Linked DNA regions of Salmo salar: region 2 is linked to region 1. A link is a contact called in public Hi-C data. All regions are on one chromosome and are shown on one strand. Each heading gives the region's core, a stretch centred on a gene start, on an enhancer-like site or on the middle of the called end of the contact. The rest is flanking DNA. Distances are from core to core; before and after follow the strand shown.

The links. Hi-C and Micro-C count contacts between places; a contact is called where the count stands out from the background.
Region 2: a Hi-C map of muscle shows a contact between it and region 1, with 4 times the contacts expected there. The contact joins the promoter of LOC106584361 here to the enhancer-like site in region 1. A contact is called at or near these places in 3 of 3 Hi-C or Micro-C datasets (blood, gill and muscle).

What each region holds. Positions count from the first base shown.
Region 1 is chrssa23:29,535,827-29,542,382 of Ssal_v3.1, reverse strand. All of the region lies in intron 2 of LOC106584361 (nuclear factor 1 C-type), which reads left to right. Among protein-coding and RNA genes, the nearest start is that of LOC106584363, 48 kb to the left of the region's middle. Within about 2 kb of position 2,807, at least 11 of the 13 cell types and tissues checked have an H3K27ac peak or open chromatin away from gene starts, as enhancers often do. A contact at or near this core is called in muscle, where this site is marked.
Region 2 is chrssa23:29,584,091-29,590,646 of Ssal_v3.1, reverse strand. It overlaps LOC106584361 (nuclear factor 1 C-type), which reads left to right and starts at 3,665. Exons shown (of 11, transcript XM_014169587.2): 1 at 3,665-4,155. The coding sequence starts at 4,153. It overlaps LOC106584363 (a long non-coding RNA gene), which reads right to left and starts at 3,756. Exons shown (of 2, transcript XR_001323732.2): 1 at 3,635-3,756.

The sequences.
Region 1 (6,556 bases), core at 1,558-4,057:
TCCTGGTGTGATTGTTTTGTCTATGTGTGTGTTGTGTTACATTATCAGTAATTGCTTTAATTTTGCTATATATTCTTAGCTGAATAATTTTTTTACAAGACTTTTCAAGCTTGTTAGCTTAGTTTATTTTCTTCTTAATTATTAACATATTTTATTTAGGATTTTGTCCACGTTTGACTCTTAATATGATAGGCCTAAAGCTGAAATCCTTTCTGTGCTAGTCAGTCTCAGGTCAATCTGCCTCTGCCCCTTTCTGTGCTGGTCAATCTGCCCCAGAACAAAGCAGTTAACTCACTGTTTCCCGGTAGGCTATCATTGTAAATAAACATTTGTTCTTAACTGACTTGCCTAGTTAAATAAAGGTAAAAAATCTGCTGTATTTGTTTAGATCGAATAAATATGTCTGTTCCTGAGGTGAACGGAAAAAGGAAGATGGCAGAGAGAGGGAGAAGAGATGGAAGCCTGATAGCTGAGCTAGTGCTGGAAATTATTTCTGTCCTCAGCTGTGAGCTCCCAGCTAGCACATAATGTTATGAGACCAGAGCTTCTTAGAGCTTGGTGAGAGCGTGGTTAACCTATGGTTAGTTTGCAAACACAACTTTCTGAGAATGGTGCAGGATAGTTGCTTGGCTTTGGAACATTCTCAGCACATTTACGGAAGTTGACAAAAAAACTTTATTTCAATGAAACTTTATTTCATTACCTTAACAGAACGTTGCCTAAAAGTGAAAACGTGGTTACATTTAATTTCAATTTTCGTAATGTACTAGGAACGTTCGTCAACTGGTTAGGAAACCAGTTTCCTACAGGTTTCCTCATGGTTCTATTTAGAGTAATGTTCTCAAATTGTTCTGAGAATGTTAAGAAAACTTTCCAGAAAAACTTTAGTAACGTTAAGAGAACGTTCTAAGAATGTTATTTAAAAACATATTCATTCCGTTCTCAGCATCAACAAAACTCGCTCTATCCTTTATCTTGTTGCATTTGTTCACGTGTGTTGGCCACACCCACCAATTGGCCACACCTGATCTTAATGAGTGCTTGTTTCCTTTGAAATGGGGTCTGTTTGAATAGACTAAAATGAACAGCTTTGTATGCGCAAAAAACATGTCATGCTAGCTCCATCCTGGTGATGCATTGGACTAATTCCATCGATAGAGAGCAAAATATTATATGTTCAAATCTCACTGATGCCATGCCACAATCAAAAATAAATATTTTTGCATGATTAATGCCTGAGGAAATGAATTTCCATGTGTCCTATCTGTGTTTAGAGTAAAAAACTAAATAAAAACTAAAATAAAAACTGAGCTGGCGGTGTTATTAAAAGTCTTAATGAAACATTCAGTGAAAGTTTTAAGGAAGTTATTCCAAGACCTATAATTTCCGTTCTCAGAGCGTTAATAAAACCTCCCAAGAAACTTTAAAGAAACCAGAGTAAAATGTTCTCAGAACCTCCCTGCAACCTACAACTTTTTTCCCCCAGAACAGGCGAAATGTTCACTTCAGTTTTACAATTCAGGAAACATATGGCTTCGTTCAACCTATATGGAACCAAAAAACATACGTTCCCACAACTTCCAACTTCCATGGAACCAAATAAACTAGCTGGGCTGTGTGTCTGCCACTGATCTACCTCTGGCCTGGCTGGCTCTGGCCCCTCCCACCAGTAAACTCTGTCACCCCCCCCCCGAGGCAACCTTCACCCTGAGATGTCTGGGTCATGGTGCAGCACAGCCTCCCTGTCACCTGACCTGCCTAATAGCCTACAAACCCCTGGCTGTAAACACTCTGATAAGGAGCTGCAGCTTTTCACTTTCACTCAGACCAAAGAAAGAGGGAGGGTGGGAGGGAGGGAGGAGGCTAGTGCTGAGAGAGGGAAAGGAAAGGAAGGAGGGGGGAGAGAGGGAGGCCAGAGAGGCAACCAGTCAGCATTTGTTCTTAAAGGCACAGACCCCTCTTTCAGTTCCAATGATATGTTGTGCTCTGCTTCCTTCATCAGAGCTCTCTCTCCACCTCCTCCCTCCCTCCCTCCCTGATCTCATCTCTGGGTTGGACAGGGAGAGCAGTGTTAGCAGTGTTAAGCCATCAAACAGCAACACCAGCTGGGCTGTGTTGGTCCCTGCTCATTTGCTGGCCTGTGTTTTGGTATCTTAACTAATTGAGCAGAGTGCAGTACTCCCGCATGCATTGGATCCCCAAGGATGATGCTGGGTTAAAGCTTGTTGTTTTCTGCCTCTATGTTAATCAGGGTTTCATTTGCAGCAATAATGTGTTTACACAATCTCCCCTGTTTGGCTTATTACTCATATTTGTGTTAATAGTTTTTATTGCAGAATAAAAAATGATGGCCCAATGTAACTGTGCCAACTCTTTTAACAGGTTCTACTTGTCTTCTGTCATTCAGAATTTTTCTTGTGTTTGAAGACTTTTTATTAAACTCAATATAGCATAAAAATTGTCACAATAGATGGTACGGTGGTTTGACCAATTTCACAAAACACTCTTGTGAGGAGACAGTGCCAAAGTTCTAAGTGAGCACTTACTGAGAAGCCGAGCTCAGCCTCTCTGCCTCGAGCTGCCCGTGAACCCTTCCCATCTCCAGACTCCTCCATCTGCGGCCACGACACTGCACAAAAAACACATTGTGTGTGTGCACTGTAACATTATGCTGTTATGTCACACACACTAAACTACCACGCTGTACAGTCGTCTCTGTGACCGTTGAGCAGCATACTGTAAATCTGCACCCTGCACTGTGGCGGCCGCTTCCTGCTGCTGCAGAGGCTCAGACTCAGAGAGATCCTGCTCTCTCAGGCTCAGTCACAGACACGCATGTTCAGTCAACACAGCCACAGAGGAATGTGCTCCGCGGCTCTGGCAACGGAAATTTAGAGGGGATGGGAGGAGGAGCGGGCCTCCGAAGGGTCAAGTTTAGCAGTGTTGTTTTCCTCCGACAGGGGGAGGTGTTCTGCTCTCGCACCTGGAGTTATTTAACAGCCAATGAAACAGATTGTCATAGACACTTGAGCTAATTATATCACCTTGGACGGCTAAAAATGGTACTGTGAGCTGCCTCCATGTTTTGCATGCCTTTCCCCTCTGGTTATTATCAAAGATCACTGCCAGTAGTTTGAAGGTGCAATAGTACGACTGATATGGAAAGAAAATAAGTATAAATAGCCTTTACATTTAATTGAAGCAACATCGATGTTGGCTTGAACCAGGCTACGTTCATTGGTAGGCTACGTGGTTCAACATAGGAATGAATCAATTGGGAAGTGGTGTTAATTACCAATATTCAAACACATATGTTTAAAGTTAAATAAGCCATTAGTCTACATGGTCAAATATGAGTTTGCCTTTTGTTTACTGTAAATGTAGTAATATATACTCTCTACCACCTGTGGTCCTTAGGGCTCCCATTCCCAGTAGACAGAAATAACACCTGGGTGAGCATGATCCTGGCAGGAGTCTCTCACTTTCATTCTGCTGGAAAATGGGACTGACCCCCCCTCCCTCCACGCTTGGCTGCATATGTCAATATGGAATGACGTAGAGCGGGGAGTTTGTGGCTGTGATTCCACTGTGGTCACCTTCACAACCCTATCCTTCACTATTACCACTGTGGCTCTTACACACACACACACACACACACACACACACACACACACACACACACACACACACACACACACACACACACACACACACACACACACACACACACACTAATATTTTTGCATTTGAGTCATTTAGCAGACTCTCTTATCCAGAGCGACTAACAGTATCGAGTGCATACAGCCCTGGCGTTGCCAGCGCCATGCTCTACCAGCTGAGCCACATGACAGACACCCACACGCGCACATAGACACAGAGAGAGAAGGAGAGGGAGGTCACGGGTGAAAGTCAAAGAGACTGCAGCTCTATGGTAATCAATCTAGTGGATCGATGGGCTGGGAGTGTGCTGGCAGAATGCAGGCATTGTGCTGAGTCTGGGCTCTGTATTGGAAAGGCTCTCTGTATTGGAGAGGCTCTCTGTATTGGAGCGGCTCTCTGCATTGGAGAGGTGTCAGTGGACATGTGAGAGAACTCAGATAGGCAAACTGTCAGAGGCGTAAGGATACTAATGTGTCTGATTACTAGTAGCACTACGCAACACTGACTCAATTAGAGATATGCTGTTTTTGTTACTCATTGGCTTTCTAAAGAGATGTTTGTGTTTGCATAAAAGTATAATTTTAGCACAGCAAGGGGTCTTAGGTATACATCAATATCTGTTCATTTGGACTCAAATCATGATCTTTAAATGAGGACTTGGATTTAGTAACACGTCCATAGAAAATTGAATGCAGATGCTGTTTTCAGATAATGCTTTTCAGGTTCTCAACTTTATACTTCAGAAGTTTGGGTCAATGATTATTGAGCCATTTATATTAGGCCTAGCGATGACTGGTGATCAAATTCATTTGAACTTAGGCCCAAACAGGTGTATATATAGACCATAGAGTGTATATCTATCTATCACAATTGGTTTTATTTGTAGTTATCAATAACAAATTCCTCTCAACAAGCTCAATAATATTTGGAGAGTCTAATGAGATAGGAGGATTATATTTGACATTTTCAAGCAGAGTGCTTTGATGCTTTCTGATTCCCTGTCTCTGTGTTATAACAGTGCTTTCTGATTCCCTGTCTCTGTGTTATAACAGTGCTTTCTGATTCCCTGTCTCTGTGTTATAACAGTGCTTTCTGATTCCCTGTCTCTGTGTTATAACAGTGCTTTCTGATTCCCTGTCTCTGTGTTATAACAGTGCTTTCTGATTCCCTGTCTCTGTGTTATAACAGTGCTTTCTGATTCCCTGTCTCTGTGTTATAACAGTGCTTTCTGATTCCCTGTCTCTGTGTTATAACAGTGCTTTCTGATTCCCTGTCTCTGTGTTATAACAGTGCTTTCTGATTCCCTGTCTCTGTGTTATAACAGTGCTTTCTGATTCCTTGTCTCTGTGTTATAACAGTGCTTTCTGATTCCCTGTCTCTGTGTTATAACAGTGCTTTCTGATTCCCTGTCTCTGTGTTATAACAGTGCTTTCTGATTCCCTGTCTCTGTGTTATAACAGTGCTTTCTGATTCCCTGTCTCTGTGTTATAACAGTGCTTTCTGATTCCCTGTCTCTGTGTTATAACAGTGCTTTCTGATTCCTTGTCTCTGTGTTATAACAGTGCTTTCTGATTCCCTGTCTCTGTGTTATAACAGTGCTTTCTGATTCCTTGTCTCTGTGTTATAACAGTGCTTTCTGATTCCTTGTCTCTGTGTTATAACAGTGCTTTCTGATTCCCTGTCTCTGTGTTATAACAGTGCTTTCTGATTCCCTGTCTCTGTGTTATAACAGTGCTTTCTGATTCCCTGTCTCTGTGTTATAACAGTGCTTTCTGATTCCCTGTCTCTGTGTTATAACAGTGCTTTCTGATTCCCTGTCTCTGTGTTATAACAGTGCTTTCTGATTCCCTGTCTCTGTGTTATAACAGTGCTTTCTGATTCCCTGTCTCTGTGTTATAACAGTGCTTTCTGATTCCCTGTCTCTGTGCTATAACAGTGCTTTCTGATTCCCTGTCTCTGTGTTATAACAGTGCTTTCTGATTCCCTGTCTCTGTGTTATAACAGTGCTTTCTGATTCCCTGTCTCTGTGTTATAACAGTGCTTTCTGATTCCCTGTCTCTGTGTTATAACAGTGCTTTCTGATTCCTTGTCTCTGTGTTATAACAGTGCTTTCTGATTCCCTGTCTCTGTGTTATAACAGTGCTTTCTGATTCCTTGTCTCTGTGTTATAACAGTGCTTTCTGATTCCCTGTCTCTGTGTTATAACAGTGCTTTCTGATTCCCTGTCTCTGTGTTATAACAGTGCTTTCTGATTCCCTGTCTCTGTGTTATAACAGTGCTTTCTGATTCCCTGTCTCTGTGTTATAACAGTGCTTTCTGATTCCCTGTCTCTGTGTTATAACAGTGCTTTCTGATTCCCTGTCTCTGTGTTATAACAGTGCTTTCTGATTCCCTGTCTCTGTGTTATAACAGTGCTTTCTGATTCCCTGTCTCTGTGTTATAACAGTGCTTTCTGATTCCTTGTCTCTGTGTTATAACAGTGCTTTCTGATTCCCTGTCTCTGTGTTATAACAGTGCTTTCTGATTCCCTGTCTCTGTGTTATAACAGTGCTTTCTGATTCCCTGTCTCTGTGTTATAACAGTGCTTTCTGATTCCTTGTCTCTGTGTTATAACAGTGCTTTCTGATTCCCTGTCTCTGTGCTATTTAACACCCCCACCAAACCATTATGAGACCAAATCCTCTCTGTGCTGCTGAAACCCCAGTCATAACGTTACTCATAACATTACAGCTAACAAAGAGCTCACCATCCCTGATGCCTGGCAGTCAGGCAGGCAGCAAAGTGTTCTCTAGTCTAGGTGGTACAGACCAGGGTTTCCCAAACTCGGTCCTGGGTCCCACCTGGGTGAACATTTTGGGTTTTGTCCTAGCACTACACAGCTTGATGATGAGTTGGA
Region 2 (6,556 bases), core at 2,416-4,915, 47 kb before region 1:
TTGTCAAGAAACTGTATGGAAACTATAGGCTACTACATATTTTAATAATAAAGGCAATATACTCTGAAATGTTCGAATCAAGTAGGCCTATTTCTGATGTAAACATAACTTCGGTTTAGGCTATATTAATACAATTGATTTATCCTGTAAGGCCTATCCATGAGAAAATGTAACGAGGTAAAGGTATCCTGATGAGGACTCATTTATGAAATCATTTACATGTTAAAACTGCCTTCATGGTGGAGATTCTATGAAGTTTGCGCCTCATGGTTTCACATTGAAAACTCATTCAGGCTAAAATACAAAAGCAACGTTTTTGTCCGTTCTGCAAGTTATCTTCAGTTTGATTTTCTGTTCATTTCATTTGAAATAAACCTACAGATAAGATATTATAGAAAAATAACAACCCAACATCCGTTTTTTAAGAAGTACAGGTAAAAGAAAAAAACGAGTGACCAATCCCAAGTATGCCGAGGTTAAAATAACTTTCCAATTAGAGGTGGTTGTGATTTCAGAATTGTATTTTCTGTCTCCTTTTGATTCGTGCAACCATGGACCAGTGAAGGTTTCCCGACAGTTAATTAGACATTTCAGCAGCTAGCCAAAACCTGTTGCATTAGTTATTCTGATTTCATTCCGTTATAGGCTGAGTTTAACAAACACTCGTCCAAGCAAGTCAATTCGTTTGGCCAGAGGCTTTCTATTCAACAAAAGATAATTGAGTTTTCTGTTTGTTTTCTGATTAATTTATGTTGTTCTTGTCGTCCTTTACAAAACTATCAAAAACATTGTTATAGCATTTACTCCTGCTTAGGGGTTTTATAGAATAAACAATGATTGGATGTCAGACCTAAAACGTATAAACAAACCAACCACAAATAAAGAAGAAACCATCAAATTGATCCCACAGTGTAATGTAAAATATCTCATACACTAAAAATAAAAGGCTCCTGAGGGAGTATCCTTTAGGGGTTCTTCAAATTGAAACTGGGAGGGAACTCCTATAAGTTCTTCAAAGAACTCCTACAAATGGATCCTCGAAGAACCCTTTGAAGAACATTTTGGGGTACATTTTTGAACTACCCCCCCCCGAATATTATTATTAATATTACACATAACAATAACAACAATAACACCATATTTTAGATGTCAGTGTTTATTATGATTTTAGTGGCAAAGCAGAATAAACAAATCTAAATATGAGGTAAACTCCCAGCAGAGCCCCAAGTCCAATGGGTACATTAGTGGTAACCTGGAAATGATTTAGTATTTTAAATCCCATGTCAGGAAAAAATACAATTATTATTCTTCTTCAAAAATGTAGCTAAAGGACATTAAGCTTAACTGTCAAAGTAATGTGACATTTGAAAAATATTACTGCTTGTTTCAAATAAATACTATTTTGTTTTACCTCATATCACCAGTTTGGGCAAAAAGGTTTGAAGTTAGTCTTCAAATTATACATTTACGGTTATTGATAATCAAAGCATGGTAAAAAACAACAACATGAATTTCACCCCAATCGATTTTTTTAAATTAATATTATCCAAGAGTTGAGCAACAAGTTAAAATTTCATTTTAGCATATGAAGGGTTAAATACTCTGGCAAATTATTTGCGTTTTCCATGAGCAGATGTTATGGAAATCATGCTTTCAATTGTATAAACCTGTATTTTCGAAAAACAGAACATAATGTGATGTTTGCCTGGGTCGAGCCTAGATCTAACTGTATCAAACATTATCGCACCATTATCAAATAAAAAGTGCATTAAAAGTAAAAGGAAGAAAACACTCACACACACGCACACAATCTGCCTCTCCAACTCTTGAATGGATTGTCTCATTTCTGTGTCATATATTAACAAATACTCCAGTATGGATTTTGTATGATCAGTTGACTGTTAAAATGCAAATCTGAGATTTAAATTCAAACAGGTGTATTATCCCATTGCATAACCAAGTTCGTAAGCCTACTCTAGATAAGATCTTAATATTCTTCATCAAATTATGCTATTAAGATTCTAATTAACAGGGCCATTTGACCTTTGACTTCAAACAGTGAAGGGAAATCGAAAGAGGAGAATAATCCAGTAACAGCCAATACATTGGGGATTTCATTGCTACTGAAAATCATTAGTTCAGGTTAGATAGCGACAAAAAGGCTTGCATGCGAGAGACAATCTCTTCAAACCAGATTCTATAATTGCACTAAAGACAAAATCCTTCAATCAAAGAATGCATATTCATTTAGGTCAATTTTCACTGTTACAATTCTACAATTATGTGGTAATATTATACTGCTTTATCATTTTGGAAGAATGTGCTCATGGCCTACAGTTTTCAGTAACACTTTATTTTAAGGGTCTATAATAAACCATTTATAAGGCATTTATAAACAGTCTGATCAACATTTATTGATCGTTACTCCCACATTTGTAAATGTTAGTAAGCTAGTTATTCACACGTGATGTTTAACGAAATACATGTTTAAGGAAATATATATATTTCCTTAAACATCCTGTGTTGTGTGCTTATTCTTTACCAGGTACTGCAGGAATGTCTACCAATGGCATCACCATCTTTTTGTGAGAAGTTACACTGGTCACTCAAAACATTTATAAAGTATTTATAAAGTATGAATAGCACTCACTTTAGATTTGAGACTGCAAAAATACGTTACTAATGATTGGTAAATGGTTTGCTAATGTGGGGGTAATGATTACAAAATGGTGAACATACAATTTATAAATGCCTTATAAAAATGTTTTATTACAGACCCTTAAAATAAAATCTTACCCAGTTTTCAAACACTTTAGTCCTAATGAACTGAAACGCAGAAAGCAGTTGAACACACTGGGTTAATTTTTTGGGAATGTCACGCTTATAAACTCATGCAGGACTTCCCTAAATATTTTCAGTATAACATGTCATAGGCCACATACTTTGGTGAGTTTTGAAGAATATTGGTAAAATAAAATAAATACAAATCCATTATTAACCTGCAGAAACCAGCTGAACGAGCAGGGTTAATTTCTTGGAAAAGTCAATTTATAAGAATACTTATGCTACATTCATGAAAAGGGAATATCAATAGCAAAACGATTAGGCTACGAATTATGAATAATTATGAATAAATTACAAATGATCTTGTGTTTGGAATGTTAGGCTATTATAGTCAACTTCAGATGTATTTTCCTTGAGGATGGACGCATAACCGTCTGTGGTCAAGTTCCCTTCTCCCTTCTGAAAGGTTTGAGCAAAGTGGGGTTAAAAGCAATGACAGATTTGACAACACCTGACACGTTGACAGCTCGTCAAACCATTGTGGAAGTGTAATAAATACGGAGGACGTAATACACACACACACACACACACACACACACACACACACAATAAAAACAAGACCAATATTGTTCTAGGCTGTTATATCTCTATTATAGAATGTATATCTCTGAGATTACAACATGTTTTGTAATAGCGGCTCACAGTGGGCAATAGTTGTCTTTTTGCTTTTATAAACTACGCCATCAAGTGCAACACTAATAGAACGCGTTAAGCCACACACACTACCTCTCCCTCTCTCGCACACACACACACACACACACACACCCGCGCACACAGACACACACACTACCTTCGTGTTTCATCTATTCCTTCTCCGAGACGACTGTAAGATCTCCTATGAGCCCATCGTTCGGGACGTCTTTAAGGACGTTCACATATTAAGGACATCTAGGCTATGTGTAGCCTACAATGCTGCAAATCAATGAGACCGAAGGATCAGTTCTGTAATTTAAATATATAAAAACAATAACAGCACTATACATTACGACACCATCAAGCGGTGTACAGTTTGCAGAATCTGCCCGAAATCGTTCAGCCCGTAGCTATATTATAGGGAAATCTTTATTTTGTCCTATTTTACCTTGTAGCGAAGATTCTACGGGGATTGACGCTGCAGACTTCGCGTGGGACGTTTCTATTTGATCTCTGCGGGTTATTCTCCCCTCCGAAGACCACGGATTACTTCTGTTCGCGGATAAATGGATATGGAATAATAATAAAAACACGTCGACGAGATGACCATGCTTTGAACCGCGGTGCTGCATAAACTATAACTTGTCTGGGGGGGGTTGACAGTTTCGCTTCGAAATGGTACGTTTACAAATCAATTTCATCTTTATTTGTCCATGTTACAACAGACGCAAGGCGAGAACGATCACGCGTCAGTTGTGTGCACTCTGTAAAGTCAAATTGAGATTGCGTAGAGCTGCATTTTGGTGTTCTGCTCCTTTCCGTCTTTCTCGGCAGGCTACTCCTTTTATTGTTGGTTTTCAGCCAAGCGGAGTATTTGTGGGAAAGGCTAGAAATGCAGACATATGGTATATTTATGTTACACCTGCGCGTAATGATTGATATAGCCTACAAAGCGTTTTGGCACTTCTCCGCAGTGAAAGTTATTAGTTTTTTTTGTTGCCAGTTTGAGTAGGGCAGCGCAGATGTATTTTCACCACGGGATGTTGAAGTTCAAAGCCAATATACTCTGTGCCCGGTTAGAGTTTGTTCAGCAGAAAATGGCCGCAGCCAGAGCCAGAGCCGCAGGGGCGCCGGCTTGAATTTGAACCATAGACCGACAGAGGCGCTCCGTCCCTGGATGTAGTGCTGTTATAACCCACATAGCCTACTTGCAGAGTTGCAATCGCAGTGTTTTGAAAGTGCACTCAATTGGCATGGGGATATTTAGAGTCTGTGGCCTACTGTTTTGGAAATATCAAATAAATATATTCAGGGCGTTATATTTTGAGATGTCATAGATAACAAAATGGCCAATTCTTCCAGTTATGTCTGAACTGCAGTTCACTTCACGAAGGCTGATTTACCCACCACCACCAACGAACCGCTACAGACATTCAACTTGTGCTACATGGATTGGATTCGGTTATTACTTTATACTTGGTTTATATAATGTTATTGCCAACTCAGGGTGTTAACTAATATTGATGCAGACAGCATTGTCCCTTCAGACTGATCTCAGAATAGTTTTCTCAACTTTGTCAGATATAAACTGGTCTGGAACTCACTTAAAGTAGACCAAGAAAGTTTATATTTAATTTTTCTCTTCTAGCTTCATGGAGAGTCGTTGATACTCTTGTGTTCGTGATGACATGGGGATATGATATCCCCATAACATTTGGAGTCTTTTCAAACTTTAATGCTACAATGACTTTATACGTACACTTTATTGGCTACTTACTATCCCTTAGTTTAAAACTTGTTGTTGTGTGCATAGTTACAAAAGCAGAATGTGTCCATAAAGTCGAAAGACATCATCTTTCTTGGATAGTTCTCCAAATATTATTGTCATTACTCCGACCACTTGTTTTGTGTGCAAGTTACATCTGACAATAATAAATACAATACTGTAGAAATGGATAAAAGTAGGTTACATCTGAATTCAATGAAAAGTAACAGTATGCTCACCACTGACGTATCTGCGCTTTTACGCACAGACGTGTATAGCTTATTATTAGTTTTGTATAGATGTCAGTGTGACATGGCCTCCCTATGTGCATGCATATATTATAGAAACACTTACCTTTATAACGGATGATGCATTTAGAAGCTTGGTTTTCTGAATGGTAGGCTATAATTGCATGATTAGGATATCTACGTTATCTGAGTTTAGCAATTCTGATCATTTCCTAAAGCTGTTGAACTTAGATTACATTACATTTTAGTCATTTAGCAGACGGATCTTATCCAGAGCGACTTACATTTGTGAGAGCCTACATTTTCTTACCATGCTCTACCAACTGAGCCACACGGGACCGCAGCTTAATGAAGTGTAGTAATAACAGCTCAATTAAGTGTAGTTCATTTTGTAGTTTAGTCATGAGGCCACTTGGTAGTGCAGGCTACTGTATCTGTGAACCAACGCACTCAAATGGTTCATAGGCCAATTACGCAGCAAGTTGCCACAGACACGATTTTGAACTAATGCTACAAGCGCACATGCAACGTCGCAGTCCTAGATGCTGGGATAGGCTATGCGAGGGAGGGAATGTGCGCCCTTGCATGGGCGAGAGAAAGTCCTCTGCAATTTGTCTTTCTAACCATCCGTACCAGTGTTGCACCTGATCTAAACGCATTACTTTGTTTAATTCGTGGATTTAAGGTGTATTGCCACATGAAATCAGGGTTACTGCTTCTTTAAGTGATTTTTTGGGGATGGGCTATTTTCATAACGTCATTTAATTCCTCCCTCTTTTTCATTTTCTCGTTCTTTGATTATTTTTTCTCCCCCCATTTCCTAAATGGAACAGATTGCCCGAGCATTTTCATTTCCCAGCTTTCCCAATTTGTTGTATTAAAAGTTAGCCTACTCTTTTTATTTGACAGTATTTTTAAGTTGAACTTTTCTTCTGTGTTTGATGGCTTACATCTCAGTGGACGTAAACTGCAAGTCAATTGAGGCGATGGTGGAGGTGCAATGATGATGATGATGAACTTTAAAATAATGATTCACTAACTTGTTTGTCTTTTTCTACCTGACAAG